Linked DNA regions of Mus musculus: regions 2, 3, 4, 5, 6 and 7 are each linked to region 1. A link is a contact called in public Hi-C, HiChIP or PLAC-seq and promoter capture Hi-C data. All regions are on one chromosome and are shown on one strand. The core of a region is the stretch at or near the end of the contact, and the rest is flanking DNA. Distances in the headings are between cores, read along the strand shown. Region 1 holds the start of Tincr (predicted gene, 20219). Region 2 overlaps Hdgfl2 (HDGF like 2). Region 3 holds the start of Clpp (caseinolytic mitochondrial matrix peptidase proteolytic subunit). Region 4 holds the start of Sema6b (sema domain, transmembrane domain (TM), and cytoplasmic domain, (semaphorin) 6B). Region 5 holds the start of Tnfaip8l1 (tumor necrosis factor, alpha-induced protein 8-like 1). Region 6 holds the start of Mllt1 (myeloid/lymphoid or mixed-lineage leukemia; translocated to, 1). Region 7 holds the start of Mydgf (myeloid derived growth factor).

The links. Promoter capture Hi-C pulls out the DNA fragments that hold promoters and counts their contacts. Hi-C and Micro-C count contacts between places; a contact is called where the count stands out from the background. HiChIP or PLAC-seq counts read pairs in DNA pulled down with a chosen protein or histone mark.
Region 2: a promoter capture Hi-C map of liver shows a contact between it and region 1, with 5 times the contacts expected there. The contact joins the enhancer-like site here to the promoter of Tincr in region 1. A contact is called at or near these places in 13 of 39 promoter capture datasets (the 3T3-L1 cell line, 3T3-L1-derived adipocytes, the C10 cell line and 8 more), 1 of 15 datasets of contacts at CTCF or cohesin (large pre-B cells), 8 of 484 Hi-C or Micro-C datasets (B cells, the G1E-ER4 cell line, cerebellum and 4 more), 2 of 115 datasets of contacts at active chromatin or transcription factors (embryonic stem cells and pancreatic cancer cells) and 3 of 9 other capture datasets (adipose tissue, embryonic stem cells and liver).
Region 3: a contact with region 1 is called in a promoter capture Hi-C map of liver, with 5 times the contacts expected there. The contact joins the promoter of Clpp here to the promoter of Tincr in region 1. A contact is called at or near these places in 6 of 39 promoter capture datasets (embryonic stem cells, hematopoietic stem and progenitor cells, liver and 2 more).
Region 4: a Hi-C map of pro-B cells shows a contact between it and region 1, with 5 times the contacts expected there. The contact joins the promoter of Sema6b here to the promoter of Tincr in region 1. A contact is called at or near these places in 7 of 39 promoter capture datasets (the 3T3-L1 cell line, hematopoietic stem and progenitor cells, hippocampal neurons and 3 more), 2 of 15 datasets of contacts at CTCF or cohesin (embryonic stem cells and large pre-B cells), 10 of 484 Hi-C or Micro-C datasets (B cells, the Ba/F3 cell line, the G1E-ER4 cell line and 5 more), 2 of 115 datasets of contacts at active chromatin or transcription factors (bone marrow-derived macrophages and large pre-B cells) and 2 of 9 other capture datasets (embryonic stem cells and macrophages).
Region 5: a contact with region 1 is called in a promoter capture Hi-C map of pre-B cells, with 7 times the contacts expected there. The contact joins the promoter of Tnfaip8l1 here to the promoter of Tincr in region 1. A contact is called at or near these places in 18 of 39 promoter capture datasets (the 3T3-L1 cell line, 3T3-L1-derived adipocytes, the C10 cell line and 12 more), 2 of 15 datasets of contacts at CTCF or cohesin (CD8 T cells and large pre-B cells), 6 of 115 datasets of contacts at active chromatin or transcription factors (double positive thymocytes, embryonic stem cells, fetal liver and 3 more) and 2 of 9 other capture datasets (embryonic stem cells and liver).
Region 6: a contact with region 1 is called in a FOXA1 HiChIP or PLAC-seq map of pancreatic cancer cells. The contact joins the promoter of Mllt1 here to the promoter of Tincr in region 1. A contact is called at or near these places in 1 of 39 promoter capture datasets (pre-B cells), 1 of 115 datasets of contacts at active chromatin or transcription factors (pancreatic cancer cells) and 1 of 9 other capture datasets (adipose tissue).
Region 7: a contact with region 1 is called in a promoter capture Hi-C map of pre-B cells, with 9 times the contacts expected there. The contact joins the promoter of Mydgf here to the promoter of Tincr in region 1. A contact is called at or near these places in 8 of 39 promoter capture datasets (the 3T3-L1 cell line, the C10 cell line, hippocampal neurons and 3 more), 2 of 15 datasets of contacts at CTCF or cohesin (embryonic stem cells and large pre-B cells), 7 of 484 Hi-C or Micro-C datasets (cerebellum, cortical neurons, embryonic stem cells and 1 more), 8 of 115 datasets of contacts at active chromatin or transcription factors (the NIH/3T3 cell line, cardiomyocytes, embryonic stem cells and 3 more) and 4 of 9 other capture datasets (adipose tissue, embryonic stem cells, liver and 1 more).

The regions. Positions count from the first base shown.
Region 1 is chr17:56,552,224-56,556,608 of GRCm38.p6, reverse strand. Tincr (predicted gene, 20219) reads left to right here and starts at 2,222. Exons shown (of 4, transcript NR_130128.1): 1 at 2,222-2,491; 2 at 3,047-3,160; 3 at 3,613-3,921.
Region 2 is chr17:56,098,734-56,103,118 of GRCm38.p6, reverse strand. It overlaps Hdgfl2 (HDGF like 2), which reads right to left. Exons shown (of 16, transcript NM_008233.4): 12 at 4,366-4,385; 13 at 4,044-4,145; 14 at 3,732-3,942; 15 at 3,134-3,260; 16 at 2,514-2,774. The coding sequence ends at 2,666. It overlaps Plin4 (perilipin 4), which reads left to right. Exons shown (of 8, transcript NM_001372234.1): 6 at 1-9; 7 at 624-710; 8 at 789-2,532. The coding sequence ends at 1,112. Among named protein-coding and RNA genes, the nearest start is that of n-TEctc4, 8.9 kb to the right of the region's middle. Within about 2 kb of position 2,063, at least 20 of the 459 cell types and tissues checked have an H3K27ac peak or open chromatin away from gene starts, as enhancers often do. A contact at or near this core is called in 3T3-L1-derived adipocytes and liver, where this site is marked.
Region 3 is chr17:56,987,680-56,992,064 of GRCm38.p6, reverse strand. Clpp (caseinolytic mitochondrial matrix peptidase proteolytic subunit) reads right to left here and starts at 1,801. Exons shown (of 6, transcript NM_017393.2): 1 at 1,552-1,801; 2 at 1,388-1,459; 3 at 675-771. The coding sequence starts at 1,737. Gm33509 (a long non-coding RNA gene) reads left to right here and starts at 2,142. Exons shown (of 2, transcript XR_385672.4): 1 at 2,142-2,356; 2 at 3,527-3,903.
Region 4 is chr17:56,137,778-56,142,162 of GRCm38.p6, reverse strand. Sema6b (sema domain, transmembrane domain (TM), and cytoplasmic domain, (semaphorin) 6B) reads left to right here and starts at 1,820. Exons shown (of 17, transcript NM_001130456.1): 1 at 1,820-1,949.
Region 5 is chr17:56,159,898-56,164,282 of GRCm38.p6, reverse strand. It overlaps Tnfaip8l1 (tumor necrosis factor, alpha-induced protein 8-like 1), which reads right to left and starts at 1,792. Exons shown (of 2, transcript NM_025566.3): 1 at 1,677-1,792.
Region 6 is chr17:56,933,013-56,937,397 of GRCm38.p6, reverse strand. Mllt1 (myeloid/lymphoid or mixed-lineage leukemia; translocated to, 1) reads left to right here and starts at 2,010. Exons shown (of 12, transcript NM_022328.2): 1 at 2,010-2,135. The coding sequence starts at 2,124.
Region 7 is chr17:56,181,737-56,186,121 of GRCm38.p6, reverse strand. Mydgf (myeloid derived growth factor) reads left to right here and starts at 2,202. Exons shown (of 6, transcript NM_080837.2): 1 at 2,202-2,383; 2 at 3,407-3,457. The coding sequence starts at 2,231. It also overlaps a transcript of Tnfaip8l1 not described here.

The sequences.
Region 1 (4,385 bases), core at 973-3,472:
TAAGAGCACTGACTGCTCTTCTGAAGGATCTGAGTTCAAATCCCAGCAACCACATGGTGGCTCACAACCATCTGTAATGAAATCTGGTGTGCCTAAAGACAGCTACAGTGTATGATAATAAATGAATCTTTGGGCCACAACGAGCGGGGCCAGAGCAAGCAGAGGTGCTGAGTTCAATTCCCAGCAATCACATGATGGCACAAGCATCTGTCACAACCATCTGTATAGCTACAGTGTACTCCTATACATAAAATAAATAAATCTTTAGAAAAAAATGTGTGTTGCCACAGAACCACTGCGCAGGATCCTGTCCATCGTTCTCCAGCAGAGAAGTATAAAAACAGACTATTTGGTAACCATTTTATTGTATTCTAGTCTCAGCCTGTGAAACACCAAGCTTTTCTTTTTTACATTTACAAGAACATTATCCAGGAGGTGATAATGCATGCCTTCAATCCCAGCACTCAGGAGGCCGAGGCAGGCAGAACTCTTTGAGTTTGAGACCAGTTTGGTCGACAGAGTTCCAGGTCAGCCAGGGCTACACAAAGAAACCTTGTCTCCAAAACAAAAAGAATTTCATGGAGGCTGGGGGTGAGGCTCCCTGGTAGAGCCCCGCCTAAAATCTTCCCATTGAGGGGCTGGGATGTGACCAGGGATAGAGCCCTGCCTAAAATTCTCCAGTAAGGGCAGGGAGCGTGGTCAGGGGAGGCCTTTCCTTGTCAAATGCCCACCCTCGGTTTCCATTTTTAGTTTTACATGAAGGATGTACCATTTTTCATAAACCTGTTAAGTTGTCTATCCATTTTTCTATCTTATTGTTGGTTTCCAGAAGCTTTTTACGTACGGTGGAAGTCAGTCTTTTTTGTCTATTTTGACTATTGGAAATTTTCAATGGCTTTGTTGCAGTTTTCATGTGTGAAGTGTTTGTGTGTAGGTGTTTTATATTTGCATGTTGTCAGTTATTAATCTTTCAATTAAAGGCTCCCTTTACAGATACTTACTGAACTGTGTGGGTGGTGAATGTGGGCAAATGGGACAATTAATGTCACCCTACACAGCACACTGAGATATATTTTTTCCTATATATTCTCTTACCTGTCTTTTTTGGGAGTAACAGGGGTCATGATCTCTCTTTGATAAAGCTGACCTCACAGGAATCTGCCTGCCTCTGCCTCCCAAATGCTGGGATTAAAGGTTTGCACCACCAAGATGTCACTGGGCTAAATTTTTAGAACGTTCAGTTTGTTTTTCTTTGCGGAGTCAAAGTTAACACCTAGAATGTTCTCTCAGCATTCCCATTCCTGGGTAAGTGTAAGTCAGGGCCTTGTAACAACAATGTCTTTTTACAAGACCCCAGTAGACAGGCAGAGACACTGAGGTAAGGGGAGGAGAGGCTGTGGCAGGAGATGACAGGGTTAGAGGCCACACAGTGACTACTGCATTGTTGCTGGTGACAAATGCCCAGAGTTTGTGTGTCAGAGGCCAAGTGCAGAGGACAAACTGCTCTATCCAGTGGGGCAGTGAGAGCATCGGGGAGGGAAAAGGCGTGCTTTCGGAAGTGTGCTGGAGAGGCGGCTGGCTCCCAGAAATGGCTGTAAGGATCGGGAGGCTGGAACTCGCTTCTCTCCTCATCAAGCACTTGCTGAACTGAGTGGGTGGTGAATGTGGGCAACTGGGAATGTTGAACTCTTACCCATCCCCTGGAGCCCCACCTCCAGTGCACGTGAACTTCCAGGCCAAACCTAGACGTCTGTCTCCCCTACTTAGACCCTGTTCCTAACTTGATGGCCATAGAGGGCAAAGGCCCAAGATTGAGGTTTCTTTGGAGCCCACAGACACAAAACAAGTACAGATACAGATTAGGGAGGAAGTTCTAGAGTGTTCCCTGGAATAATAAATAAATGGGTGGGTGGGTTACACTGCCTTCCTTGCCACCCTTCTCTCCTCCTCACTTCTGCTTCAAAAGCAGGACCCAACTCCACTCCTCCAATACACCAGGCTCTCCATCCTGCCACAGTGCTTTCGTATAGCTGCGTTCTTTGCCCCAGGGCCTTTGATGTATGCTGTGCACAGGAGAAATGTTTGTCATGGAGGCCTGGGCTGGGCCAGCCAATGTCACCACCCCTGTGGGCTGCTGCTGTAGCAGGGCGTGCCTAGGAGGGGTGGAGGCAGGTGGCTCAGCCGGTCTAGCAGGTGCTGACCTGCGAGAGAGTCTCAGGCTGGCAATGGCCATGGAGGAGCTGCGGCGAGGGCTGTCCCGCTGGAAGCGCTACCACATCAAGGTACACCTAGCCGACGAGGCATTGCTACTGCCACTGACCGTGCGGCCCCGAGACACACTGAGTGACCTGCGCGCACAGCTAGTGGGCCAGGGTGTAAGCTCTTGGCGCAGAACCTTCTACTACAACTCTAGGCCTCTGCCTGACCATCAGACAGTTCGCGAAGCTCGCCTGCAGGACGGCTCAGTATTACTTCTGCTCAGCGACACCAGGTGACCAGGGATCTAGGCTGGGACTTGGGCTAGAACCTGGTAGGATCTTGAGCTCTGGCTTATGGAGGTTGGCCCAGTGGGATGGTGATGGCTTGGGGACATGGTGAGAAAGACCTCTGTGACCGTGCCTGCTTCCTCTCGGCTCCATTAGCTATGTCGATATGTGGTGTGAGCTCCAGCGGTGGCTCTGAGGACTCCCTGCCCTCATTTCTGTGTATCTGGCTCTGGCTCAGCACGTCTCTCTGTATCTGTGTCCTGGTCTCTGTCTCTCTCTGCACACCGCCCCTATCTGTTTCTTCATGTCTCCGAGTGTCTCCATCTCTCTCTCAGTTTCTGTCCACTCATCTAAGAGGTCGGTGGGATGAGCAGCCCTGGGCCACTACTGCACTCCCCATCCCAAGCCCGTCACACCTTGTGTCTACACTGGCCTCAGTGTCTCTAGTGGGGCCCGGCTGTATAGTGCATCACCACCAGTATGAAGACACTTCAGAGCGATCCTGGACTAGCTGGAAAGACTTTAGTCGTCACCGCTTGTCTTTATGTTCACCCCCTCAGGTAGGAAATGGAGGAGATGGAGCGATGATTTTAGGGACACAAGATGCTGGCTGAAGGAGCAAACTGGCCCAGGCACCACATCTCTCTCTTCCTGGGAGTCCAGTCGTACTTCAGGTAAGCCATTCATGGGAGGCCTGAGAGATGGTGGGGAAACTGAGGGCCTCATGAGGTGGGCACATTAGCCTTATCCTTCCATCTCCTCTGTTGGCTCAGCACTGGTGTCCCCATCTGTGTGACTTTGAGAAGTTCTCTACTCTCCTCTGGACTCTTTACTTTGATGCAGACATAAACTGACTGTGCTTTGTGGGCTTGGGTCCACAAGAGCTCTGCCTGCAATTCCTGTAACAGACACCAGGACAAACGGAGCAGCTTTGCCTGCAATTCCTGTGGTGTCCACCAGGGGGATCCTAGCACTGTGCCTGCTACAGAAGGGCCTCAGGATTGTGGGCAACCACTGCACTCCCTTCCAAGCCCAGATCCAGGCTATTTGGAGAAGGGAAAAAGGGCCATTAGCTTGGAAACTGCTGGTTGACATCCCTGGGCCCACATGTCCCTTGCTGATCCAGGTGCTGGGCTTCCAGAGAGATGCCAACTCCCCAGCCCTGCTGATGCCCACTGCCTCTGGTGTTCCTGATGGTGACTTCTGACATTGTCGTCCAGCCCTCCATCCCCCCAACCCCGGCAAGGAACCTTCTGGTTGCTCTGTGGCCTTAGGACCCTCCCTTGGGAGCCTCTGCTGCCTGGATCGACCTCTGTCCATCCCCAGAGCACAGCCTCCTCGGGGAAGCTCAACAGGCACACTTCCTTCTTTGGAGGACCCACGGGGCTCCAGCTACGAACAGAACAGGAGGACACTCTGATCCAGGGGGGTCTTGGTGAGCCCATAGGTGTGCAAAGTGGTCTGAGTATTTCAGCACGTGCTGTGGGGGCTCTACTCCACAGCTCCAGTGTTGGGTGCTATGTGACCCTGCCCCCCATTGTCCCTGTTTCCCCCCACCCCTTCATGTGCTGGGGGACTACACTGTGAGCCCAGAAGGAAATAATGTTTTAATTAAGAGTTGTACAGGCTGCAGGAGGCAGAGCAGGGCAGCTGGGAACTGAACCATGGTCTTTGGAATCAGGGTTGCTAGACATTCGCAACTATGCAGGCCTTGGGGGTGTGGGTCCCTCTCTGCCTCCCCAGTCTCCTTCTAGATCCACCAGGCTGTTGTTCAGCTGTGGGGGAAGCTGCTGGCCCTCTGGGAGAGCTGCTGGGGAGTGGAGGGGAGGCTGGTATTGAGGGGCGAGAGAAAGCATTTTGACATTTAACAAACCTTATGCAAATTGCATGCAAATTACA
Region 2 (4,385 bases), core at 814-3,313, 450 kb after region 1:
TTCCAGATGGTAAGAACATCTCTCATCCCCACTCTGGATTCCTCCAACTGGTCACTAGCCAAGTGCCCAGTGGGCTAAGCCACCTGCATGCAGAGGGAGCTGATGCATGGATGTACCGGCGACATCTAGGGAGCTGAGTGTGGGGCTGCAATCTGTGAACCTAAGGGAAAGGGTAGTGTGGGTGACCCCGCTCTAGCAGGGATTCTTTCCCCAATATTCCACCCACCTCCAGAGTTATGCTGGGTATCATGGACACAGAAGCCTAATATTCTGAGTCTCTGACATCTGTCCACCTCCTCCCTGGCCACAAAGCCCCCCTGTACCCTAAACAGATACCCAGGGACTATGGAAAAGACAGAGGTATGGTGTGATGCAAGGTGAGATTCCTGGGGAAAGAGCATGGTAAGAGTGGTCAGGGGACAGAAAGGAATCTGTGTGGACATGCAGAGAAGAGTAGTAGGGTGGGAGATGAGTGGACAGAGGAACCACCACCTGGCCTTCCAGATGCCCTCATGGGGACTTTGTGTTTTGGCTGCACCACATATGGACTCAAGATCCAAGTACAGGACTGAGTGTTCCCACCCCTTCTGGGCCCACTACCTGTCCTGTGGTTCTTTTTCCAGACAGACATGACCATGGAGGCTGCATGTGGGAAGCTGTGCAGTGACCAGAGCTTGAACACCATGGTGGAGGCTGTTGGTAGCCATGAGGTGGGTGTGGCATGGGCCTTCCTTCCCACTGCCCCTAGTCAAAGCTCTGTCCCTCCTTACCTTTCTCCACCTCTGCAGATGCGGGCTTCCGTGGCTCAGGACAGGCTGTGCACCCTCGCCCATCAGCTCCATGCAGCTTACAGCAGCCTAGTAACCAGCCTGCAGGGCCTGCCAGAGGTGCAGCAGCAGGCAGGGCAGGCACGGCACAGCCTCTGCAAGCTGTATGGCCTTGTGTCTTCGGAGGCAGGTAGTGAGCTGCAGACAGAGCAGCTGGCCCAGAGCAGTGCTGGTGTTGTTGAGGCCTGGCAGGGCCTGGAGGTGCTGCTTGAGAAGCTGCAGCAGAACCCTCCACTCAGCTGGCTGGTTGGACCCTTCACCTCGATGCCTTGTGGCCAGCTGTAGGCACCTGAGGGCTGGGTGGGTGGGGTCCCAGGGACCATGCTGTGACCACAGCTGGCTGTACTTCCCCAAAGCTCTGGATTGAACAGGAGCAGAAGATCCTCGGAAAGTGAATTTGAAACCAGCCACAGCTCCTGCTATTTCTAAGAACCAATGATCCCTTCCCTCCAAACTAGCCACCAAGTCTGTTCAGATACAGGCCACACAGACCCCCACACAGAGTAAAGAAGCATCACGCGTCCCCACTGGCCAGCTTTCTATCCTTGGGGCTCTGACAGTCTTTCCAGGGCCCATAGCTCTTCTCTACGAGTGGTGTCACTCCAACCCAGGCCCTACTCTGGGCAGCACAACCACAGATCTTAGCTAATGACTATGTCCTTGTTCCCTGGGACTAGAATGCACAGCCATGCTGATGTAGGCTCCTACAGCCGCTTCTGCTACTTACTAGGGAGAAATGCTGCACAAAACCACACAATTACATTCCAGGCTGCTATAGGCCTGACTCAGGCCTGCTCTGCTGAGAAAACGAGAGTCATATATATATCACTGCATGGAAACAGGGTTGATCTGACAGGCCCAGCACTGCTGAGTAGCTGTGGCCTGTACAGGAACATGGCCTGCAGCCTAGGGTTGAAGACTGTACTGAATGGGGATATGGGCAGTTGATGGCTCCTCTCCCTTGCCCTACGCACCCAAGATAGAAGCAAACAAGATGCTGGGGCACAAGGCACTGACTCACCACCAGGCCAAGGCCACAGCCCAGCCCTCCCTGAACCCCAGCAGTACTAGTGACCCCAATCTTCCAGCCCCTTTATCTCTTGGAAAATAACAATGTCCACAAGCTTTAGGCCTGGGCCAGCTGTGGCCAAGGAATGCCATGATAGAGACGGCAAGGAGCCTTTCCCTGACCTTCTGCCATGTCAGCATCAGGGTGACACTAGACCCAGCCACTGGCAAACACTGGGCTCAGAGCCTGCAGCTAAGCTTTCCAACAGATGGCATGAGCCTCATTACATCATGCCAAGTTATTGGTGGCTATTGAGGCAGGTGGATACAACCAGGAGGCATGTACCCAACTCGTGAGCCCACTGGGAACACAGAAGAGTGGGGAAGCCCCTGCTGAAAGCTACAGTGAGAGGGGGTTGGGGTGGTGTGGACTGCAACACTCCAGCCCAGAGGCCGAGCTGCCCCAGAGGCACTTTGCTGGTCCCACCTGGGGGTCCCTGCACAGCTAGTGATGGATTTCTGTTGGGTTGTCCTTAGTGTCTGCTTCACTCAAGCTGGTAGAACAGGCTACTCGCTGCACTAAGAGTTCTGCCAGCCTGTGGGTATGAGACCTGCCCTGAATCAGGTCTGGCTCCCTATACTGCTCATGGTAGCCAGCACCTAAGCCAATAAAAGCTGTTTCTTTTTCATTACAAAATTCTTTATAGCCATTTCATGTCAATTGAAATCACAGAACTAGGCAGAAAAGCCCAGACCACAAATACAAACAGCGCAGCACTTCCCTGGGAGGCTGGGGATGGACATGGCACCATGGCCACAGTGGCTGGAGCTCAGCTGTCCTCATTGTCATCATTGGCAGACTCAGAGGCCAGCCGTGTCCTCTCATGGTCCTGACGCTCATTTCCAGGCTTGGCTGGGTCCGAGTTGTCGCGTGGGCTGCTGGGGGCATAAAGAAGGTTGGTAAGCATGCGGTTGCCTGGTGTCACCATGGAGCTAATGGGTCGGTGGGCAGCCAAGGAAGGGTGACACTCCTGTCAAAGGCACCTGTGCCTTGTATGGCCTTCCTGACCCTCCCCAGTCCAACTGTAGCTCAGTCTGGTGGTCAGTGCTCATGGTGGTTACTGGAGGGCTAGACCTAGACAGTCAGCAGGGAGTTCTTTCCCAGAGTACCAGTAGCTGGAAGCCTGGGGTGGCCTAATGTGGGCCAAGATCAGAGTGTTGGTTGGCCCCAGCATGTGGTAGGGGCAGGGTGAGGGCTCCATCGTGCAGGGAATGCACCTGATGTCCCAGGGACTCACTCATGCAGCTCTTCTGAGGAGCCACCCCTGGGGCCATCTTCAGAGTCCTGCCCGTCTTCCTGTGCTCTGTCTTCCATGTTCTCCCCCTTCTGGGATGTGGCCTCACCATTCACAGGTGCTGACCGATCTAGGGAGACAGAGGGTCATTATGAACACACAGCTTGCCTTTCATTAGAACCCTCCTCACCGGGGCTGGTGAGATGGCTCAGTTGGTAAGAGTACCCGACTGCTCTTCCGAAGGTCCAGAGTTCAAATCCCAGCAACCACATGGTGGCTCACAACCATCTGTAACGAGATCTGACACCCTCTTCTGGAGTGTCTGAAGATAGCTACAGTGTACTTTACATATAATAAATAAATAAATCTTTTAAAAAAAAAAAGAACCCTCCTCACTCAGCTGGGGTCAAACTTACAAGCAGTTTAAGTGCATATAGGTGCTATGGCCCAAAGAACACTTCCAGCACCCCATTTCTAGCACCTAGTAGAGCTTGAACACACTGTGCCAGCTGCCCCAGAATGAGGTTAGGTCTGGCAAGCTTGCTGGGGACAAACATGGCACTGTTCCCCTGCCCTCTGGCCTGGTGCAGGCAGCCCTCACCGGTGCTGGGCTCATCCTCTGCCAGCTCTCTGGGAGCCTGCTCCCCCGGCTGCTCCTCTAGCTTCTCGTTATCGGCCCGTTCCTTCTCGGCTCCAGCCTTGTTCACCTTCTGGAGAGCCTCAACTTTCGGCCCCAGGACCCGTGACTTGAGCCGGGTGTAGACCTCTGCTGCCTTCGCCATCACATCCTTGTTGGCCTTGTACCGGCGAATCTGGCCACCAGGAGGCCAGGCTTAGAAGGGCAAATGGCTGTGCCCCGAGACCTCCCCTTAGACACCACCACCATCTCCTAGATGCTTTGCCCATGCTATACCTTCTTCAGCGTTGCTACCACATCTGTGTTCTTCTGAAGAATCTGAGAGGTTACCTGCAGAGTCCCCAGTTCTTCCAGTGCACTCAGACACTTCCTCACATCCTGCAAGGCAAGAGTGGAGAGGCAGCCCAGGCTGTCTCCTAGAATGCTGCCTGCTGTTCCCAGGGGAGACTGCAAGGCAATCCCTGAAATACTATGAAACCCACTCCTCCATCCAGGGGACCCTGCCTCAGTTTCCCAAGACTTCCAAGGAATCAGTAAGGAGGTGGTTGAGGAAAAGCACCCATTTCAGGACAGTGTGGGGTTGCAGCAGGTGTCTTACTGGGTTGTCAACCTTCAGTG
Region 3 (4,385 bases), core at 552-3,051, 440 kb before region 1:
ATTTTTCTTAAAAATGAACTATTTCTTCAGAGTTTGGTGGTTCAGCTAAACTAAATCCCTAAGGTGAGAGGACTGCAGAGGATCTGGGCTATCTCTGTCTCAAAACAGGCTTTGTTTGTTTGTTTTAATTCAGCTACTCTCGAAGCAAGGGAGACTGCTCAGTTGCTAAAATGTATGTGGACTCAAGTTCAGATCCCCAGTCCCCACAAAGTAGGCATGGCAGCACACACTTGTAATTCTAGCACTAGGGAGGTGGAGGCAGAAGGACCCTCAGGCTCATTGACCCGGTATACTAGCATATTTGGAAAGTTCCAGGCCAGTGAGAGACCGTCTTAGAGTGATTTTTTTCTCTCTCTCTCTTTTTGTTTTTTTTTGTTTTTTTTCGAGAAAGGGTTTCTTTCTTTCTTTCTTACTTTTTTTTGTTTGTTTGTTTTTCGAGATAAGAGTTCTTCTCTGTGTAGCTCTGGCTATCCTGGAACTCACTCTGTAGACCAGGCTGGTCTCGAATTCAGAAATCAGCCTGCCTCTGCCTCCCAAGTGCAGGAATTAAATGTGTGCACTACCATACCCTGCTTTGAGCGATTTTAAATTTTAGATTCTGTAGGAGGCACAAGGCTGCATGTCTTCCCCAAAGGGGCTATCTCTGACCCCACAACCAGGCTGTCCTGGCTTACCTGGGCTGTTGATATACATATGAATGGGCTTCTTGTTGCTTTCAGACTGTAAGAACAACAGCTGGGCAATGACCAGACTGGCCACACTGTCGTCAATCTGCAGGTGGGGAGAGCAGAGGTATCCTCAGGTTGAAGGTGGGATGGATAGAGGCTTAAGGAGTTGAGGCCCTGGGAACCAGGAATTTCCAGCACAGGAAGAGATGGCTGGGGAAGCCCCAGATAGTGGAAGACCCTAAGCTGGGGACAAGACTGGGACGGAGTGCTCTCCTAGCAGGCAAAAGGCCCTGGGTTTAAGCACTGCCTACACCTGGTCTGGTTTAGGAACCTCATCCCTCCCTCAAATGTCCTGTCAGCTACATGGGGAGTTCAAGGCCAGCCTGGGACCCTGACTCAGAAGACCAAAGGATAAACTGAAACAAAGAATGGCTGACAACAGCAGACTATGGTAAGAATGCACATTTTACATTCCAACGTTTGGGAAGCTATGGCAGGACGATGGAAAGGTAGGGGCTAGCCTGTACTACAAAGCAAAAATTTTGCTCAAGTTTTTTTTTTTTTTTTTTAAAGAATGTTTAAGGTCAGGGTCTAGGGCCTAGGGTCTAGGAGGTCACCAAGGATGAGGGGGAAGAGGGGGTTATATGACACAGAGCTTGACAAAGGATAAATGTTGGTGAGACAACAAGGTGTGCCCGGGAAGGACCGGGGTCGCTCACCGGGCCCATGACGCACACGATGCGTTCCCGCAACAGCCTCGAGTATATGTCATAAGCGCGCTCGCCTCGACCCTTCGTGGGAAAAGAAGATGTGAAAGGTCATCCTCCCTTGCACGCCGACCGACTACAAGCCTCCGCGCCATGTCCCCATCAGGTCACCGTACCGTCTGCTCCACCACTATGGGGATGAGCGGGAAAGCTCGCGTCGCAGTTCCATGCAGGCTCCTCCGCAGGGGTGAGCAGCTCACAGCAGTCCATGGCGGGGAGAAATGCACGGCAAGGCGAGACAACAGAGCGCGACATCCGTCCACAGCCACCCGGGCCTCCCCCAGCAGCACTCTGGGCCACATGACGACGCGCACTCCGGCTTGGCTTCCGGAACTACAACACCCGGCGTGCTTTGCGGGAGTCACTGGCTCATCCACTTCCGAGAACAGAATAAGCGGAACTGAAGAAGGCGGGGATAAGTCTGTGGGTGGGGTCCTCGTTAGAGGTAGGCGTTCGAATAAATAAGAAAAACCCGCGTATTAGTCCCATGGAAGTTCTCGGACGAGGTTGCGCTGTTCCCGGTGCCCACGCGGGAAGAAGCTCACGGAGGTGCTCACCAAAGGGTGAGAAGAGGCTTAGGGGACGCACCAGCCCACCACCATCGTCCCGCAGCAATCAGGTCCACGTGCTGGCCTGTAACCAATTGATCTTCCAGAACTACAATTCCCAGCTGCTTTGCGACCCCTGACTCCCGTATAGGCTCGCTAGAGAAAGGAGGAGAGTGTCTCTGGGACAGGACTTAGACCAGGAATCGCCAGGGGATTTATTGAACAATGTAGTTTAGGGCATTGTGAACACTGAGATAGGAGAGGAGGCCTGGATCTTGCCACAAGTTCTGGACGTTCGCTACACCTGTATTCGTTTTCAGAGGGCGTCCAGCTTTCTAGAAGCGTTCCTTTTTTGTCCAAGTAAAACTGGAGGGTAGGTAGACAGTGCCTACTGTCCATGTGCATGGTCCTATACCTTGAGAAATACTGTGCCCGCCATCTCGATCTGTCGCCGTAAGACCAAGATTCTGGGAGCTCCCCCCACCGCCATACCTGCCTCGTCTGTGCCTACGTTGCAGCTGGAGGCTCTTGGAAGAGGTGAAACTGAGCCATTGAACCTGCGACAGTCAGGCAATCACCTCTGCATTCATCTTCTTTGTCTTCCCTGCAACTCTTTTAAAAAAATAATATAGATATAGATATTTAGATATAGATTTATTTATTATTATTCATAAGTACACTGTAGCTGTCTTCAGATGCACCAGAAGAGGGCGTCAGATCTCATTAAGGGTGGTTGTAAGCCACCATGTGGTTGCTGGGATTTGAACTTAGGACCTTGGGAAGAGCAGTCAGTGCAACTCTTTTTAGCAGCCACACTTTTTCCCACGTGTCACTCCCCTCTGCCCTGTGCTAGGCTCCTTTACAATACATCTGTATCGGGCTGAGACATCATGCTCTGCTACCACCTCAGGCACATTCTGGAACTTTCTTAATTGTCGCCTGATGTAAGCATTACTTAAAGCGGTTGCCATGTTCCCTGAGGAAGATACACTTGCGTAACTGGAGACTTGTACCTTTAAATTGCATAAAAGCCAGACATGACCATCAAAAGCCAGAGATGTTTTTCCCTAGAGCTCTCCAAACGACACAGGCTCTTGTCATTACTCTGGGTTGCTCACCATAATTAGATGACAAGACTCAGTTGCTGAAGACACCAGTCACTTTGGTGTCTTCATGGGTCATGCAGAAACCAAACTGGAATTGACCTGGAGATTTCCTCCCAGCTGATTCAATTTCATAGTACCAGAAGGTAACATTTGGTCTGGATAAGACCACTTATGACAAAAGTCATAAGTGGTCTTATCCAGGGGTGGACCTCGAGTGCTGCAACTCCATCTGGTGGCAAGATGTGGCTGCTGGTGCACTGGTGGCATGAGAGCTATGGTGAACTCAAGGCTGCTCTGCAGGAGGGGACCACGCTCAGTGCTATAACCTGACTAGAGCCCACACTCCAAGGTTACACAACAAGGAGAGAAACTTGCCTTCCGTTGCTCTGCCAAATGGTTGTGCTGTGAAACTGCCTTCTGAATATTTGTCCCCATAGATTGCCGCTCTGGGCCCTCGTCAGAGATGCTTCACTTTGCAGCAGGAAGCGGGAAATTCAGAGGCTCTCAAGTCCGAATGCAGAGGAAGAACTGGCTACGAGTGCTTGCTCTAAGAGGGGCAAGAGCTGTGAAAGGTTGTCTAATGGATGTCTGGTGGCCATCATCCTTGTGACCTCACAGCAGCTGGACAAGATCAACCCAGCTAGATCAGCCAGTGTCCCAGCAGGCAGCAGTTCCTGGACTCCATGTGTTACAGAAAAGGGACATGAAGGTGGGAGGAGGCTGTGCCAGGAGTGTTGGGAGGAAGAGCAATAATTCTGAGTAAACACTTGGTATAAATGTGTGAAATTGTTAAAGAATAAAAGATAAAAATAGCCGGGCGTGGTGGCGCATGCCTTTAATCCCAGCACTTGAGAGGCAGAGGCAGGCGGATTTCTGAGTTCAAGGCCAGCCTGGTCTACAAAGTGAGTTCCAGGACAGCCAGGACTATACAGAGAAACCCTGTCTCACCCCCCCCCAAAAAAATAAAGAAATAGTCCAGATGTGGTAGTGTACACCTTTAATCCCAGCACTCAGGGAAACCCTGCCTTGAAAAACCAAGGAATAAATAAATAAGCCGTTAAAAGAAAAACAAGCCAGGGCATAGTGGTACATACCATTTTTTTTTCTAGATTGTGTGTGTGTGTGTGTGTGTGTGTGTGTGTGTGTAGCCCTGGCTGTTCTAGAATTTGCTCTATAGAAGACTAGGCTGGCCTCAAACTCAGAGATCTGCCTGCCTCTGCCTCCCAAATACTAGGATTAAAAGGTATGCACCACCACGCCCCACTCTGCAGTGTACCTCTTTAATCCCAGCACTCA
Region 4 (4,385 bases), core at 571-3,070, 410 kb after region 1:
AGGGAACTGCCGGGATAGGGACCCAGGTGGCCCGTTGCAAGTTGGTTGCCCGGCTCCAAGTGGGCCCAGAGAGGGTCAGAGAGCTGCCTGGCGTCACACAGCAAGCAGGGCAGAGAAGCCTCAGATTCGCAGGAGCAAGAGGCAGCCAGAGCGAGTCTTCTTCGCTGTGCCCGGACCCAGCCTCCCCCGTCCAGAGTCTTTGAGGCCGACTGTCCCTCCTGCGGTCTCCCTAGACCCCCTCGCACCCCTGGGCCGCAAACCGGCCGTGCACAAGGTGTCGGTAGCCTCGGGCGTCCCCAAAATCCGTACTGGAATCTCTACCGCCTGGAGCAGGGCGAGAACGCAGCGCTGGCGGAAGCAAGGGAAACTGAGGCCCAGGGGGCGGGATCTTCCTGGAGCCTCACAGCTGAGGAAAGGGGTGCTGGGGCTAACTCTGGAGGACTCAGACAAGGTCCTGTCTTCTTGACTCTCCATGGCTATCAGGTCAGCTCCTAGACCGGCTGGAGCCGGCTGGGGGAGGGCGACTTGACCTCCAGGCCGGTCTGTGAAAGAGGCGTCATTCATGACCATGGGGCCTTTGTTCAGACAGGTCTCCCTGGGGACAGGCCATCCCTGCACCCCCACTCTGCCTTGCACTCCCTGCCAAATCCACCCGTGAGCCTTCAGGGGCCCGGTGTCCCCCCTCCCCCTCTGCCACCCCCAGCAGCCACTGAGCCCTCTGCACCTTGACTTTTGCAGCCACTGGTCACCTTGGCAGCCACCCTCCCATTCCCCCCGACGCCCCCCTGGGCCGAAAAACATTGTTAGAGCTGCGCTCAATAAATGTTTGCCGGACAAATTGGTTCATAGGCCAAGCAGAGTAGGCTGAGAACTGGCTTCATCTTCTGCCTCAGTTTCTCCACAGAAGCTGTGTCTGGCTGATATGCGGCAAAGCTGATGGGCCACAGTGAGGTCTCAGCCTGTCGCCACAGTGGTGACACCAAGGAGTCTGCTCCAGCCCCTCAGGGTGTGCACAGGTCAGAGTTAAAATCCTGACACCCACAGATTTGGCTGTCCCGGGCAGCTCACAGTCCCAACCTTTGGTTGAGTGTCCTCAGCTGGATGGGCTTCAGGGCGACCCTGTGAGCAGGATTCAACTCCACACACAATTACAAAAGCAGTTGTGTGGTGCTTACTGTATACTGGAGGTGCCATCAGTATACTTACTGTATTCTGAGGCAATGCCTAGCCCAATCGGAAAGAGGTTTTCATTCAGCGTCATGGCTGGGATGAGGAGGGGCTTTGGACAGAGGGAAACTGAGGCATGGAAAGAGATATCTTGCTGTCCCAATGTCCCTCAGAAAGTGAGTGTTGGCGGCGTGCTGGGGCAGGCCTTTAGCCTAGACTCCCCAGGAGAGTCTGTCTTAGTCAATCAATCATTATAAATAAAAAATGAGACCTTGGTGGTTTGACTCAATGATGTCATGAGCCACCAGGACCGTGGGACCACGTCCATGAGGTTCCTGTGTGTGGGTGACTGGTCAGATGAATTGGGAATTCACTAGAATATACCAGAAAACATCTATGGAGTGCCTACGGTATACTGGAGATGCCCAGAGTCAGAACAGCGCCCAGCTCAGTGCGGGAGTCGGTGGTCTTCAGAACCACCCCAGTAGAGAGAAGTGGGAGGCAGAGAAAGGGAAACTGAGGCCAAGGATGGTGGAGGCGCCCCCTCCCGTCCGTGCTCCGCTCCTTGGTGGTCTGCTCCGGGTTTTGCGAAGCTCCGAGCTCGGGCGCTGGGGGCGGAGGTGGCGGAGCTGCGAGTCGCAGCGGCGGCGGCAGAGATGCGGCCCCGGCCGGGACACCGCGCTGCGCCCCCGCGGGAGCCGCCCGCGCGTGGGAGCCCGGGCTGAGACGCTGCGGGGCCGGGGCCGGGGCCGAGCCGAGCAGGTGCTCGGCCTGCGCTGGAGGTGAGTGCAGGGACGGACGCGGGGACGCACCTTGGACAGATGCACGGGGGACAGATGCGGCGACGGACGCAGGGACGGACGCAGGGACAGACGCAGGGACAGATGCAGGGACAGATGCAGTGGGCATGCACGCACCAGGCGCGCACAGGGCGCGGGCGCCTCGTGCAGCGGCACTGGCTTGGGGGGCCCCCCGCGTGCGGTCGCAGCTCCAGCGCCCTGGGCGGGGCTAACGGGCTGCGCAGCGGGCGGGGATTGCAGCCAAGGCCCCGGCTCATCGCGCCGGGGCACTGACAGTGGCTTCGAATTATTGGGGTGACGGCCTACTGATGGGGGCGGGGGAGGGGGCGGGACACATAGCCGCGACCTTTCGTGGGTCCCCACGCGGCCCTGTGCACCAGCTGTCCCCAAGCTCTTGGGTACCGGCTGGTCTTCGCCGGCCGCGCAACTGACATGGGGGGGGGGCAGTCCGCGGCCAACGCCCCCGCTGCAGCACAGCCCTAAGCTGGGCTGCCAGCCCCCCCCCCCAAAGCCTGACAATGGGACAAAGGAGCGTCTCTGGCAGCCGCGCGGGGTGGGTGCCACCGTGGCCCCCCTGGCCGACCGCGGTGCTGATTGGTCCCTGGAGCGGGGGTCACGTGCCCCATTCTGCTCTCCACTGCCGACTTTGGGGCGCCTCCCCAGGGCTGCTGCCAGGCCGAACCCCCCACCTTGGCCTCAGATGGTGAATTCTAGGCCTACAACAGCCCTGAGGTCGGGAGGGACTCCTGGGTCCCAGGTCCTCTCTGCCTGGTCTCTGTCACTGAACCCCCAACCCCCGCCGCCTAAGGTCGGTGTCACTCTCATCTGAGGTTCCCAGGTCTCTGTCACCTGCCTGAGGTCTGTGTTGCTCCCCATCTGAGGTCTGTGTTGCTCTCCAGGTCTCCGGGACCCTGGCAGGTCTGTGTCACACTGCCTGACGTCTGTGTCACCCCCAACTTCTTATTTTTTACCTGCTCGATGCCCCAATCCCAAACTGAATGTGATGGAGTTGGGAACCCCAATATTGCAGGCCAACAAGCTTTGGGTGGAGGAGGGTGGCCCTGGGGACAGAATGGCTGGAGGGACTTGCCAGAGCGCCTCTGCCTGGTTACAACGTGCCTTTCTTTCTCTGTATCTTGGACTCGGGTTTTCTGGCTGATTTTCAGGGTGCACGATTGCCTGCGGGCTATTTACAGAGGTTAGAAGTGGGAGAGGTTTGAGGTTCAAGGCCTGGACCTAGACATGGCCTAATGTTGTCTGGCCTGGCCTTCTGGCTGGGTGGCCACTGCTCTCCACTTGGTAGACGGCAGTCTGGGGGTGTCTTGCATCTTGTATTTGTGTCCATCAGCAATGGTACGGTGGCTGGAGGAGGTGGGGAAACTGAGGCACTGAGCGCCAATTGGGGCTTTCCTGTATTGTGAGGCCCTGAGTTCCACAGCAAGAGAGGGAGCTCTGCTCTTTCCATGAACTGAAATGCGAGTCCCTGTGCCTTCTGAGGGTGGCTCTGGGTGTCTCAGGCACTGGCAGAAAGTGAATTGGAACTTTTAGCTCCTCTGTGTGTTCTGGGGCAGGTGGTCAGTCTCTGTGCAGCCTCCTCAGGACAGGGTCTGCCTGCTCCTCACTCCGATGCGTGTGTCCCAGGGCCTCCTGCTCCTCCATCCTCCGGGACTTTCAGACCTGTCCATCTGTCGGTCTGTCTGTCTGTCCATTGGCAGAGGGCAGGCAGGCGGCTGCCCTTGGAGGAGGTGACGTCAGCCTGCGGCCAGGTGAGTGGGACAGAAAGGTGACTGGCGTCTCCTGGGAAGACGAGTGTCCTGAGCTGACCCTGGGTGTGGCCCTGGAGGGGGCAGCTGGGAGCACGGACTCTGCCACTGAGCTGGGAAGTGGGAGTACTTCCCAGGGTGGTTGAACTTTCTGAAGTGGGAGGAGACGACGCTAAGGTTGGTGGAGCAGGAGTTTCATCTCTAGGGCCACACGGAGCCAGGGAGGGAGGTAGAGGAAGCGAAGAGATGGCGAGGCCTCCGGGCTCGCGGGCCTCGAGGATGGGCTGCTGGGAGCCGGGGCACTGGCGGGAGGCTGCGGCTTCCTGGGACCAGAGTGGGTAGGTGACTTTTAACTCAGATGAGAGGCCAGTCCGGCTGAAGACTACATTTCCCAGGATGCTCTTGGCTCAGCCCCAAGGAACTTCTTGACTGCTTTTAGAAGCCTTAAGGGGGATTATGGGTTTCTAGGACGGGGTGGGGGTGGGGTGGGGTCTTGGGTGATCAGGGAAGTCAGTCAGTCAACAAGCATTCTCGGTGGCTCCTGTGTGCCTGTGTGCCATGGTCTGTGTCTGGCTCAGACAGCAAGCCTAACTTGTCTATTTCTTCCACAAGGCAGATCCTAGTTCACTCTGCTGTTTACAGCTGGGGCTGGAGT
Region 5 (4,385 bases), core at 543-3,042, 390 kb after region 1:
CCCCCGGATCAAGTCTCACTCTCTTTAAGCCTCCACTAAGCCCTGGATGGCACCTGAGTCAGTGGGTGGCACGCCTTCCTGTGGCCATGATTATTTGGCCTGTATGCTGAGTCCCCTCATACGGAATCAGATTTTTGTGAGGTGAGTCCTAGCTTGCCTAGGGCTGAGAGAGTAAACTGAGGGACAAGTCTCTATGTCTCTTCATACCCTCAGGATCCACCACTCACCCATTACGGAACTAGCAGCCCTGGCCCAAGTCTGGCTCACCATGTGTGGGAAGGCCCAGGGCAGGTGTTCTGTGATGACTCTCTTTGTTCTGTTACATTGTACAGTCCCCATGGCCCCGCCCTCATCCCTCCCAGTCACCCACATCCTAGGTGCGGCCCAGATCATGAACTTATTATGTTTTAAAGTTGTCGCTGCCTGTGTTGATCTGCCAGGGTTGTAGAGGGCTCAGCACGCACAAAGGTCTCAAGTGCAAGGACATTCCATGTGGAGAAGAGGCGGCCACTTTGAGGTCCCAGGACAGAAAAACAGGAAGTTTGGCACTCAAAGCCTACATTCCTGTTCTCTCTCTCTCTCTCTCTCTCTCTCTCTCTCTCTCTCTCTCTCTCTCTCTCTCTTTCTCTGTTGGCTGTTGTTTGTTACAGGATCTCTATACATAGTTATGGCTAGCCTGGAACTCACTTTGTAGACCTGGCCTCAAACTTACAGGCATCCACCTGCCTCTATTCTAAGCACTGGGTAAATGGGTAAATGTCCTGGTATATGTTGTGTTTGGGCCGGAACCCAAGGCCTCTTGCTTACTAGGTGAGCACTCTACGCACTGGGCTACACCCTAGGGTCCCTTTTGTTTTAGAGACAGCCTCGGTGTGTAGCCCACCCTGGCTCAGCCTCTCTTTTGTCTGTTTAAGCACCCCCAAGAAGCCTCAGGGAGTCACGAAACAACTGTCCCAAGTCAGACAGGGAAACTGAGGCTTATAATTAAGTTACTTGTTCAAGTGAGTCAGGTTTGTCTGAGCTGTGTCCTAACCCCAAGGCAAGGTGTTCAGAGGCGTCACAGCCTGGAGCTCGGGAAGTGACCCAGAGGCCTGTTTCCAGTTTAGTGTTCCACCCTGTCCCTCTCCAGCCCCGCTGCTCACAAAGGTGACAAACCAGAATATGGTTCTGGAGACAGTGTCTCCATCTCTCTGGCCATCCGCAGCCCATATTCTGGACCCCAGTTTATCCTCCAAACCAACACTGAAAGAGCCAGGAGGCTGCAGACCTGGATCAGGTCACCTGCCAATTATGTGACAGCCACTGTCCCAGTTCCCAGATGGTAAAACTGAGTTCAAGCCCTCGGGCAATGGGAAGCTTGAAGTGCCAGTCCCAGTCAGGGTAACCCTGCACCAGCCAGAGCCACAGTGGGGTCCAGCTGGCTACCTCAGAGAATACCTAGACCATTCTGGAGTCAGGCTGCACACTTGTACAGAGCCAAGTCCATCAAGTGTCCTCTTGAGGACATGTGTTAGGACTATTACAGTAGCCCACAGCAACCTGCTCACAACACCCATGCTCCCACAGTCAGTAATAGGTATACAGAGGAAACTGAGGCGGGATATACAGAGGACGGTGTGGGGATAGGAGGGGACGGAAAGAACCCAGGATAGCCAATGCAGGACCCCATCGCTCACCTGCTCCTCGGGATGTGTCAAGCCTTCAGTTTTCTGTAGGTGCCTCTGTGGGGCCAGAGGCATTGGCCGCTGGATCTGAGCCCGGCCGCTGGCTAGGAGGCCACGCCCCCGAGAAAGGGCTCGCCCCCTCTAAACGCTCACTGGCTCAGCAAATGGTAGCGCACAGGCAGTGTACGAAGGAGCCAATGGCAGCAAGCCTCTGCCAGGAGGTGGGAGGCATGACGCGGGCGTGGGCGAGGGCGTGGTCTGCGGCCGGGAGATTCCTCCGGAATAGCGCCGGCGCTGGGTGCCCAGCGCAAGGGATGCCGTGGCGGGAAAGTGTTGGAAGGAAGAGGAAGGAGACTGAGACAGAGAAAAATGGGGTATACGTGCACCGCGCGACAGAGATCTGAGAGGCCAAAGCGAAGAGAGGCGCCTCCGCGAGACACCTGCATCCCTCTGAGCGGGTCTCAGTTTACCCACTAGGTAGTTAGAGTGTCACCTGGGACTCCCATGACAAATGCACCCCAACATTTGCCTTGCAACAATTTTGGGGTTCCTGAGTACTGCGGAGACTCTCTTTCAGTTGGTGTCTCTGGAGTAAGGGGGGAGGCACTGTGATGACCTCCCTGACAGAGGCCAGACAGGGCCAGCTACCTCCCAGGGGGCAGCTGTGAGACCTGGAAAATCAGTCTGGGAGTGATTCCCACACTCCCACCACCCCCAACCCATCCCCAACACCCCCACCTTACTCCAAACTCCACCCCAACTCAACCACGGGTCTGCACTTCCTGTGCCTGGATGGCCCTGTCACAGCAAGGACACTTGGAAAAGCCTCATCTGCCATCTTCCCTCTTCAGAAAGCCCCCTCAGGTGTTTGCTGACTGCATTCTAACCTTCCTTGCATGAGCCTTAACACACAAAACTAAATCCAGGCTTTTGAGAGATAGAAATTGAGACCCAGAGAAACCTTAAGTGACTTGCCTAGAGCAGCACAGACCCAAGTGGCTTTCCTGATTTCAGATTGTCTGTGCTCTGGGCCAGGAACTTACAAGTTCAGTAGCCATCCCAGCTCTGCCGGGTGCTGAACATGGCCTCTATCTGCTCTGTACCAGGAGCTCACCCTTGTGACAGCCACACAGGACCCTAGACAGAGCTCAGTATCAAAGACAGAGACCACAGCTCTAGGTTTTTCATACCCCAGTATGAGCCAGGGCAATTAGTGTGTTTTTGAGGTGTGTGGGGGGAAGCAGGTGTCACTGAAGCAGGTTTGGGGGCTTCTGATTTTTGAGCACTTAGAGTCTGAGGAACCCACAGATATCATAGGTGTGATAAAGTGGGGATCAAACCCAGCTGTGTGGGTTCAGGGCTAGAGCCTACCCCTCCCACTTGCCTAGAGTCCCGTGGTGAGAGGCTGGGTCGTGGACAGGGTGGAGCCTCTGCCTAGAATTCCCCAGTGAAGCCTTGAGTGGGCTCTTGTGAGGATGTGGACTGTCTTCCCTGGCTCTGCCAGTGTCTCCCTCACCAGGTCCTCACAGAGTCTAGCAGAGGTGCTCTGGTGCGCTTGATCCTCTAGATCAAGTGGGCAAGGGGGCATGGGCGGAGGTAGAATTATTTCCTAGCATGCAGGAAGCCCTAAGCCCCTACCCAGCTTAGAAGCAGTAGTAAATAATAATAATAATAAACAACTTACAAATTGTCTGTAAGGATGAGGGGACACACACCGGACCATATAGAAAACAATTGGAAATTTCCGGAAAACCTCCATGACCCCAGGGCATTCCCCACCTAGGTACACTCGAGTAGAAAGATAGATTCTGACATGAGTTTATGGCAATTTTAATTGAATTATTCACCGTAGCCAAACGATGGAAGCAGGCTACGTGTCCATCACTGGAGAGAGGAGATGAGGCATGCTGCCTAGAGAGGGGGGAATATTACTCTGCCTGGAAGAGAGAGGCCATTCAGACACCAGGTCCCCATGATATCTGGTGATGTGAGCCACACACAGATGCATCCCGTACAGTCCCACTCCCAGGAGTTCTCTGCATTGATCAGAGCCACAGAAACAGGAAATAGGGTGGTGGGTACCTGGGGCTGGGGAGAGGACAGAGCTAGTGTTGGATGGGAACAAAGCTTCAGACCGCAGAGATCAATAAAGGTTAGGGGGTTAGGAGGGATCGTCTTAGAATGAGAAAACAGAGATTAAAAGATTAGCTCATGTGATGGTTTATATATGCTTGGCCCAGGAGTGGCACTATTAGGAAGTTTGGTCTTGTTGTAGGAAGTGTGTCCCTTTGGGAGTGGGCTTTGAAACCCTCCTCCTAGCCACATGGGAGCCAGTCTTCTCCAGTCTGCCCTTGGATCAAGATGTAGAACTCTCAGCTCTGCCTACACCATGCCTGCCTGGATGCTGCCATGCTTCCCACCTTGATGATAATGGACTGAACCTCTGAGTTCAGTCTGAGTAAGCCAGCCCCAATTAAATATTGTCCTTTATGAAAAGTTGCCTTGGTCATGGTGTCTCTTCTCAGCAATGGAGACCCTAACGAAGACAACTCAGAAAGGAGCTTCACAAGGGCTGAGAGTTGCACCTCAGGAAATCTCAGTGTCCTGAGAGGTCTTTCCTGGGATCTGGTTAGCATTGCAGATTCCGGCCGTGCCCAGCAGGAGGCGCGCTCTGCACGCCTCCCAGAGAATAAGCCCTCGATCCTGGCTCCAGACGTGAGG
Region 6 (4,385 bases), core at 761-3,260, 380 kb before region 1:
GCTCTGGGGACCTCCCGGGAGTGGGATCCTGCAGTGTGTATCCTGTGTTTCATGTCACTGAGCAGATGCCAGAACGTCCTTCGTTTGTCTGCGGATAGTCTAGTATATTCTTTTACACTACACTTTTAAATACATCAACACTTGGGCCATTTCCCCATTCAATCTTGAAGTTGTTTTTGTCTTTGTTTTTTAATTTTTGTTTAGGGTGTGGGAGTGCCAGTCATAGCACATAAAGAGTCCATTCTCTCCACTTTAATTTGGGTTCTGGAGGACAAGATCCAGGTCCTTGGCTTATCTCTACAAGACATTATGCAGAAACCGTTCCCTGCCAGCTCTCTTCAGAACCAGACCGTCGGGGGCCTCTCCTCAGTTACATCCGTTTACCTGATCTAGTCTTTCTGAACGATGAGTGAGCCTCAGTCATCGTTAGGGCTAGTTAAACCACTGGTGGCATAGCACCTTTACTCCATGAACAAGGGAGGGCTTTCTCACCACTATCTTGAGGTCACAGTCTTACTGCCTCCACCTCCAAGTGTAGGGGCTTGGTCTGGTACTGCTTGTATTTAGGTGCTAAATTCTGTATCCCAAGGTCTAGTTGCCCCCAAGGAGGAGATCCTCACATACCCCAAGTGATGCTACGTATGTAACCTAGCCTCCCAAGTCAATTAGTCAATAAAAGGCTAAAGCCTGTGACTGGGCAATAGATAGAGGTAGGCAGGTTTTCAGTTACCTGGCTGGAGGTTGCAGGTAGAGAAAGGAGACTAAGAAAGACAGGGAAACTGGAGGAGGCCGCCACGAGAGGAGATGGACCATAAGCATGTGGCCAGGAAAAACAGCACGTCACAAGGGACACATGGGCAGGGATGTAAGTTAGAATAGCTCCAAACTAGTTCCAAACTAGAATAGCTGCACAACCTAGACTTACGGTTTGTAAATAAAATACCTGGATTGTGTGTGTGTCTTTTATTCAGGTTAGCAAAAATTTGTATTGCCTTTTATATCCAAGTTCTAGGATGATAGACATGTATCTCTGCACTTGGCTTATAGAGTCTTGAGGCTAGAACCCAGGGCTTCATCGTTCTAGCAGAGTGCTCTACCAATTATGCCCCAGCCTTGGCCTTCAAGTAAAAAAGTGAAAACAGAGCTGTGGGTGTAGTTCAATGGCGGGAGCCCTGAGTTCAATCCCCAGTTGTCAGTATCCACAGTCTACGGTTGACTACTGACTACCGTTCCTTTCCCTGCGTTGAATGAATGAGACCGCTGATCATTTAGAATGGCTCCGTTTCAGATGTGCACTGTAACAACCACAGAAAGAAGAACCACCTCCGACAAGTTTTTTTGTTTGTTTTTGTTTTTTAAAAGCTTACATTTTAAATGGTGCGTGTCTGTGTGCGAGCGCTAGCACCTGTGTGCAGTGCTTGAGAAGGCCAGAAGAGGTCACTGAAGTCACAGGCTGGTTTTTTACAGATGCACAACCCTAGCCTTTGCAAGGAGAAGTGGGCTGAACCCGCTGGCTTTACAGGATCCAGACCGGTAAACTAACCACCGGCGCTGTCACGCAGGAGCACCGAACATCGCCAGCGCTCCCTCCCTCCGCAGGGCTCGAACTTAAACTCTTAGGGCCTTTTTAGGGACGTCCCCTCTAGAGCCGCTCCCGGGGCGCAGTGCGCAGGCACCGCGCCACGGCCTGGCCCAACCCCTCCACGTGCGGCGCACACCTCGCGCCGCTCAGCAGAGCTCGCCTCGCGCCTCCTTCACTCCCTCCGCCCGCCCCCCTGCGGCGCCGGCTTTCTATTGGCTGACGGCTTCGTCGTTCTGACTGTCGCCCGGCGGGCCCCCACCAGCCCGGAAGTCCCGCCCCACGCGCGGGTCTCTGGCCTTCTGACAGGCTCGGAGGCTTGTCCATCGGCGAGGCCGGGCCCGAGTCGGCGGCTGGGGGCCCGCGGTCGCTGAGCCGCCCGGGCTGGCGGCGGTTTCCGGTTCAGCGCGGCTGGCGGGCGGGCGGGCGGCCCGGAACGGCGGCGGCGGCGGTGCGGCCCCCGACAGACAATGAGAGCGGCGGGGCGTTGCTGAGCGGCGGCAGCGAGAGCGACGCGGGCCCGGGGGCGGGGCGGGCGCCAGTCATGGACAATCAGGTAAGAAGCCTCCGCCCGGGACTGGCCTCCCGCTGCCCTGCGCGGCGTTGTGGCCGGCCCTGCGCGCACACCGCCCCGTGGGCACCGAGTTTGCGCGCGCCCACCCGGATGGGCCCTTCTCCAGCCACTGCGACCCCGGGGCGTCCTTCCCCCATCGCCATCTCGGGATGCCCCTCCTCCACTGTGACCCACGTACCCCTCCCCCATCGCGACCCCAGGTCTGGTGCAGAACCCTTTGGGATCTAACTCAGCACCCCAGTGCCACCCACTCCACACTGGGGAATTCTCTGCCAGCGTAGTGTATCCACACCGCCGCGGCATCTTGAGGGACTCAGCCTGGCTCAGAGCCCCGTGAGACACCCCTTAGAATCCCGGAGTACCCCCTGGGCATCATACAGGAGCTCAGGGCTTCAACACCTTAGGAACTCCATCTCATTCCAGAGTCCCCGGAGGCGCCCCTTAGGAATCCAGTTTACACACAGACTCCTGAAGTGTTTATCAGGATCCCAGGGATTTAGCGCCCTGGGCATCATCACAGCCTGGAACCCTTTGGGATTCCCCTTAGAGCCTTGGTACTACCTTAGCACCCTGGGGATCTCCCGCCTGGTCCACAGCTCTCCAGGAAGACTTTTGGAATCCTATAGCCACTCACAGCACCATGGGGATCCCGTCCTGGCCCCACATCCCCTGGGAAATCATTTAGAATCCCAGTAGAGAATGGAACCCATTGGGATTACAAAGCCACCCAGTCTAGCCGGGAACTCACGTCCCTTATGAATCCAAATCTAGCCAGACTCCCTTCAGAACTCCAGTACACCCCACAGCTCCTGGCATCCTTGTATGGCCCAGAATCTTTGGAAACATGTCTCAGAACTTAAGTGGGTCTTCCAGCCCCTGTGGTCCCTAGCATGAATCAGACTCTGTGGAGAGTCTACACAGAGTCCCCACAGACAGGGCTAGTAACTTTAGGATGCCCCCCCTACATATCCTCTTAGATGCTACACCACCCCAAATAGGGCCTGAGCCTCAATCTTTTTTTGGAAGATTCCTTCTTCCTGGGCCCATGACCCCAAATCTCCCCAAACTCCAGGGAATACCCCCCCCCCAACCAGGTGCTAGCTTCAGGTCTGTTTTGAATGCTCTCTGCCCAGCCACACCCTCTCTCCATCTAAGACACTCACTTCAGTTCACTTTTCCCAGCCTCTTGGGTAGCCTGCCTCCTCTACCTCTTCCCCTCATGTCACCCAGCTCTGTACCATGTGAGCTCCTCCCCATCTTCTTTAGATTCCCCTCACCCAGGGTCACATCCTCCCCCTTCCCTTCCAAAGACGGAACTTCCAGGGGTACCAGTCCTGGGAAGGTGTGGGGCTGTGGGGGTGGCAGCTGATGGCTTCCTCTGCTGTTGGTAAGGGCAGGTTGGGTCATCCCTAGCTGCTGGCACCATGGAGGCGGCTTTGTCTAGTTTGGCCATGTGGCTGTTAGTTTCAGATACATCGGTAGGGACCTCCTGTGTGTCCCACTATCTATGACCTAGGACCACTGGGGCAGGTAGCAGGCATAGCTTTTTTGTCCCTGGTGTGCCTGACTTGCTGCTAGTGAATAGGCTGATTTGCAAGCCTGCTTGCTACCTGGGCTCTTCATTAGTTGAACCACACAAAAAGTCCCTGTTCTTCGGCACCCTCTGCACTCCAAAACTCAGGAGTCCATGTCCTCAATAGAATCCCCAGAGATTGGAGACCATTCCCTCTGTGGTGTCCTGGGTGGCTGTCACTTTGTGGCTGTGATGCTGAGGAAAGGCAGCAATCTCAGGGACAGTGGGGAACAGGATTTGCTCAGGTGTAAGACCCCCAAGAGCTGCTGGTGCTCAGCTGTGTTTGTGGCTGCTTTTAGGTTTCAGCCAAGTAGATGAAAAGTTGAGTCCTTATCATAGGAGCACCTGCTAAATGCTGAGCAGCCATCATGACTGAGTACCCGGCCATACCAGAGGGTAATGGATAGGACCCTGGCACTAGAAGGTGTTGGTGTGCCTTTCCTTCCCGGCCAGCTCAGGAGACCCCTGCGGGGAGTGGAGGGCTGGCCCTCAGAGATGTGATTGTCCTCAAAGGACTGAGGGTGTGCAGGGTAGAGTCCGAGCCTCTCTCCACCATGGGGTTGCCATGAACAGATATGTATGTGCCTTACTGGGAAGCAGTGTGCTCGTTTGGGTGCTAGCCCTGCGTGCCTTCCCTGTCCCGGTCTCGTGTTTCCCTC
Region 7 (4,385 bases), core at 953-3,452, 370 kb after region 1:
AATACTAGAAAAGATCAACTGACAGTGAAAGAAGAGGATGGGAAGTGACCAAGAGAGCAAGCGGGCGGTGTGAGTGCTTGGATGGAAGCCCAGGGACAACATAGCTCTGAAGTGGGACAGTGTCCCTGCGGAAGGGCATTCTGGGACACTCGGGCCCAGGAACCACATAGCTCTGAGAGGAAGCCTCCTCAGCAGAGGTAATGGGGCTCTTCGGGGAAGAAGGTATTCCCCCGCTGAGCTGTGGCACTCAGGGGCCTCGCCCCATCTCTGCTTTTTCATTGCCTCTTTTCTTCTTGGCTTCTGAGGAGAGAGTCACACCAGGCAGAAAATATCATGAAAGAAATTTATTGAGGAGTTCAGGGACAGCTGCCCTTTGTCTCCCAGGAGCAGACAGCTGGGAATTGGGCCGAGGGGGCAGTGCTTGGATTTCTGAGAGGGGCAGAGATGTCCAGGTTGAGGATTGGTGGAATTTCCAGTGCTGAGCTCAGGGGAGGCTCAGTGATTGGTGGGCTTTTTTTTTTTTTTTTTTTTTTAATGGGAATCTCAAGGGACTAGTGGGTTTTCCTGCTCAGCGATTGGTGGCTTTTTTTTTTCCCACCCCCTTTCCCTGCATCAGGCCCATGGCTAAGGGTGGAAAGTCCTTTCTGGCTGCAGCCAGCTTTTGCTGAAGCGACATCTCTGTGGGACTGCTGGGGGTGGGGTAGGCTGGGGAGGAGATGAGCCACTGTGGACAGCTCCTGTGAGGGCTGCAGGCTGAGATGTCACTGGTGCTGCCACTTTTGACAGCACTTGTGGGACACTTTACTGCAGCAGCCCATAGGCTGGGGTGGAAAGGAGGACCCCGCCACTACTCTGATGGCTTTTGTGGTGCACCGCTCAGGGACTACAGGAGGACTGGGATGGGGCAGGCTAAGGTGGCATCAGCAGCCATTTGAGAGGAAATGAGGTACTTGTAACTAGATAGAGGATCACTTAGCCGTAGAGTCTAATTTTAAGATACTTATTTTCTGTTGTGCAAGGCTGCTTGCCCCAATTCACATGTAGTGAGAACAGCTTTTAGGAGTCAGTTCTACCACCATCTAGTGACCAGGGCTGAAGTCATGGCTGCAAGCCCTTTACTCACTATTCCATCTCGCTGGCCAGTGGAAAGATGGGAAAATTATTCAGCAGCAGAGGGCTGGCCAGGCATGCTCTAGGTCCGGTAACAGCATAGCAACACCTGTGACCTATAGGAAGCTGCAAAACCGGAAGAATTCACTTTTAAAGTATTGCTATTATTATATTATTTTCATGTCTGTCTGTGTACCACATGCATACCTGGTACCTGCAGAGGCCAGAAGAAGACATCGGATCTCTTGGAAATGGAGTTAAAGTTGTAAAGCACCATGTGGGTGCTGGGCTTCAAATCTTGGTCCTCTATAGAACAGCCAGTGCTCTTAATTGCTGAGCCATCACCGCAGCCCTCACAATAAAATATTTTTGAAAAATATGCCGGGAAGTGGTGTCGCACACCTTTAATCCCAGCACTTGGGAGGCAGAGGGAGGTGGATTTCTGAGTTTGAGGCCAACCTAGTCTACAGAGTGAGTTCCAGGACAGCCAGGGCTACAGAGACCCCCCACCAAAAAAAACACAAAAAACAAACCTTAATACACACACACACACACACACACACACACACACACACACACACACACACACACATATATGTAAAATATGTTACAAAACAAAAAACAATCAACAGGTGGTGGTGGAGGCCTACGCCTTAATCTCAGCACTCAGGTGGCAGAGTCAGGCAGATCTCTGAGTTCCCGGCTAGCCTGGAGAGATTTCCAGGACCTTGTCTCGTCAAAACCAAAAAAATAGGACAAATAAAAGTGAAATAAACCATATTTATTAACAAATGGATAATCTAACAAAATTAAACACTGTCAACCCCCATGTTGTCCTGAAGTGAGTCCGGGAGCCCATTTAAGTGAGATATAAAAATATCCGGGGGGGAGGCAAAAGTTACCTGCAAACTCCAACCCAAACAAGCGCCAAGACGAAGTCGCCCTCCAGGCATCCGCGAGCGTCAATCAGAGGCGCTGTAGTGCATCACGTGCCAAGTCGAGTCCCGCCCCACCATGGCAGCCAAATCGGGCGGGGCGACGTTGTCACCGTTCGGCGCTGACGTGTCCCGCGCGTGTCACTCCACGTTCGCGAGCGCCTGCGCATTGCCCCGGAAGCAAGATGGCAGCCCCCAGCGGAGGCTTCTGGACTGCGGTGGTCCTGGCGGCCGCAGCGCTGAAATTGGCCGCCGCTGTGTCCGAGCCCACCACCGTGCCATTTGACGTGAGGCCCGGAGGGGTCGTGCATTCGTTCTCCCAGGACGTAGGACCCGGGGTACGTGCTAAGCCTCCTGCCCGGGAATCGATGCCTATGGACTTCCGATCAGGTGGTCCTGGAGACCGGGTGGAGTGGCAGAGGCAGGGTTACCTGAAGAAGGGACCTGGCTGCCTCGTCTGTCTTCTGTCAGTCACTCCCTACCTGCAAGGCGACTTCCCCTTGCCCATCTCATTGTAGAAAAGGGAATACTGGTTGATAAGAGCAGCGGATCTAGGGGACTGGCTATACAGGTCGCACGTGGGTTACTCACTGAACCCGGACTAGAGCGGGAGCACCCCCCAAGCCTTACACGAGTCCATCACCTCTCCTTTCAGCGAGCCAGCAGTCAGCCTAGCCTCTGCCCGCCCCAGCTTGGCTTCTGGGACAGCGGTGTCCCTAGTGACCATTTCTTGAGACCATTACTATAGTCCTGTGCTTTCTGGCAGGTTTGTGTTGTGGGCAGGAAGCAGTACAAGCTTGTATCTAACAGGAGCCCCGAGTACTGACCTCATAGGTGATGTTCTAGGGATGATTGCTGAAGGCCATTTGACCTTCCTAGGAAATCACAGTGATTTGAGCAAAGTTCTGAGCTCCTGAGAGGAGAGAGATCTGGTGGCCTCTGGAGGGTGTACTGAGGGATGGAACCTAGAGTCTCACATCGGCAGAGCCAGGGTTCTGCCCCGCCCTAGGCAGGGGCTCCACCCCTGAGCCACATCCCTAGCTCCTCATTAGGGGATTCTAGGTGGGACTCCACCCCTGAGTCACCCTCCCAACCCCTCACTGCTGGATTCTGGACAGGCTCAACCCTTGACCTTCTGGGCAGGGGCTGATGTATATCTCAGTCCTTTTTGATCTGTTTTACATCGGGACAGCACCTTGCTAAGTCACCCAGGCTAGCTTATGTCCCAGTTCCCAGTTCTGCGTCAGCCTCCTGGATACCAGAGATGATGTGCATACAGGACCATGCCCAGTATGCTAGGGTCTTGGTTCTGAGTATTGAGATCTTTGCTCTTCAGCCTCCTTTTATTTCTCCTTCTACAGAACAAGTTTACATGTACATTCACCTACGCTTCCCAAGGAGGGACCAACGAGGTAAGTTCCTCAGGGTGTCACACGACTGGTGTCAAGGGAAAGTGGCCAGACTCCCGAGGCTCTAAAGTCCCAGTCCCTTGAGCCTGAAGGACTTCTAGTTGCCTTGGCTTCCGCCTAATGGAATCAGCAGCCCACAGTGCTGATCCCTGACTCTTAGTCTATGTGTAATCAGTGAGCCACCAGAGCCTGGGACAGTCCTCAGGGCAGCCCGTAAGCTGGCAAGAGGGCCGATACCTCAGCAGCACCCAGGGCATCGAGGTGAACTGTTATGAGGTTAGCTGCCTGTCCCACACACAAGTTAGTTCATTCAGTGGAAATACTGGTGTATCCAGAACCTTGGACATGCATGTTCTGAGCAGAGCTTTCCATAGGAGCAATGAGTGGAAGTGTCTTAGTGTCCACGGATGGGCAGGGGTACACAGCACCTCAACAGTTGGAATATCACACACCCGTGAACAAGAGCGTTGCGTATGGCATGGAGAGGGTTAACAGCCCTGCTCGTGGCATCGAATGAATGAGTTTATTATGTACATAGCAAGTAAGGAAAAGAAATGGAGAGGCTACAGACAGCAAAACCATCTTCAGTTAAGTACTCAATGAGCAGAAACCAGCATGCAGTGACCACAGAGGCCCAAAGTGGGCATCGGATCTCCTGGAACTGGAGTTACAGTTGTGAGCCACCATGTGGTTGCTGGGAATCAAAGTCAGGTCCTCTGCAAGAGCAGCCAGTGCTATAACCACCGAGCCATCTCTGCCGATCCTTGGTTAGTGAATAAGAAGAAACCATCTGAGGAAGCAAGATGGCAGTCAGCTGGAGAGCCCATGGGCAAGCCCCTAGGACCTAGCTCCCAGCCTATCCTCTCCCCTCTAGGCAGGGTTTTTAAGCACGTGTATGTAGTTGGATGTGTGGGTGTATGCGCGTGTGTTT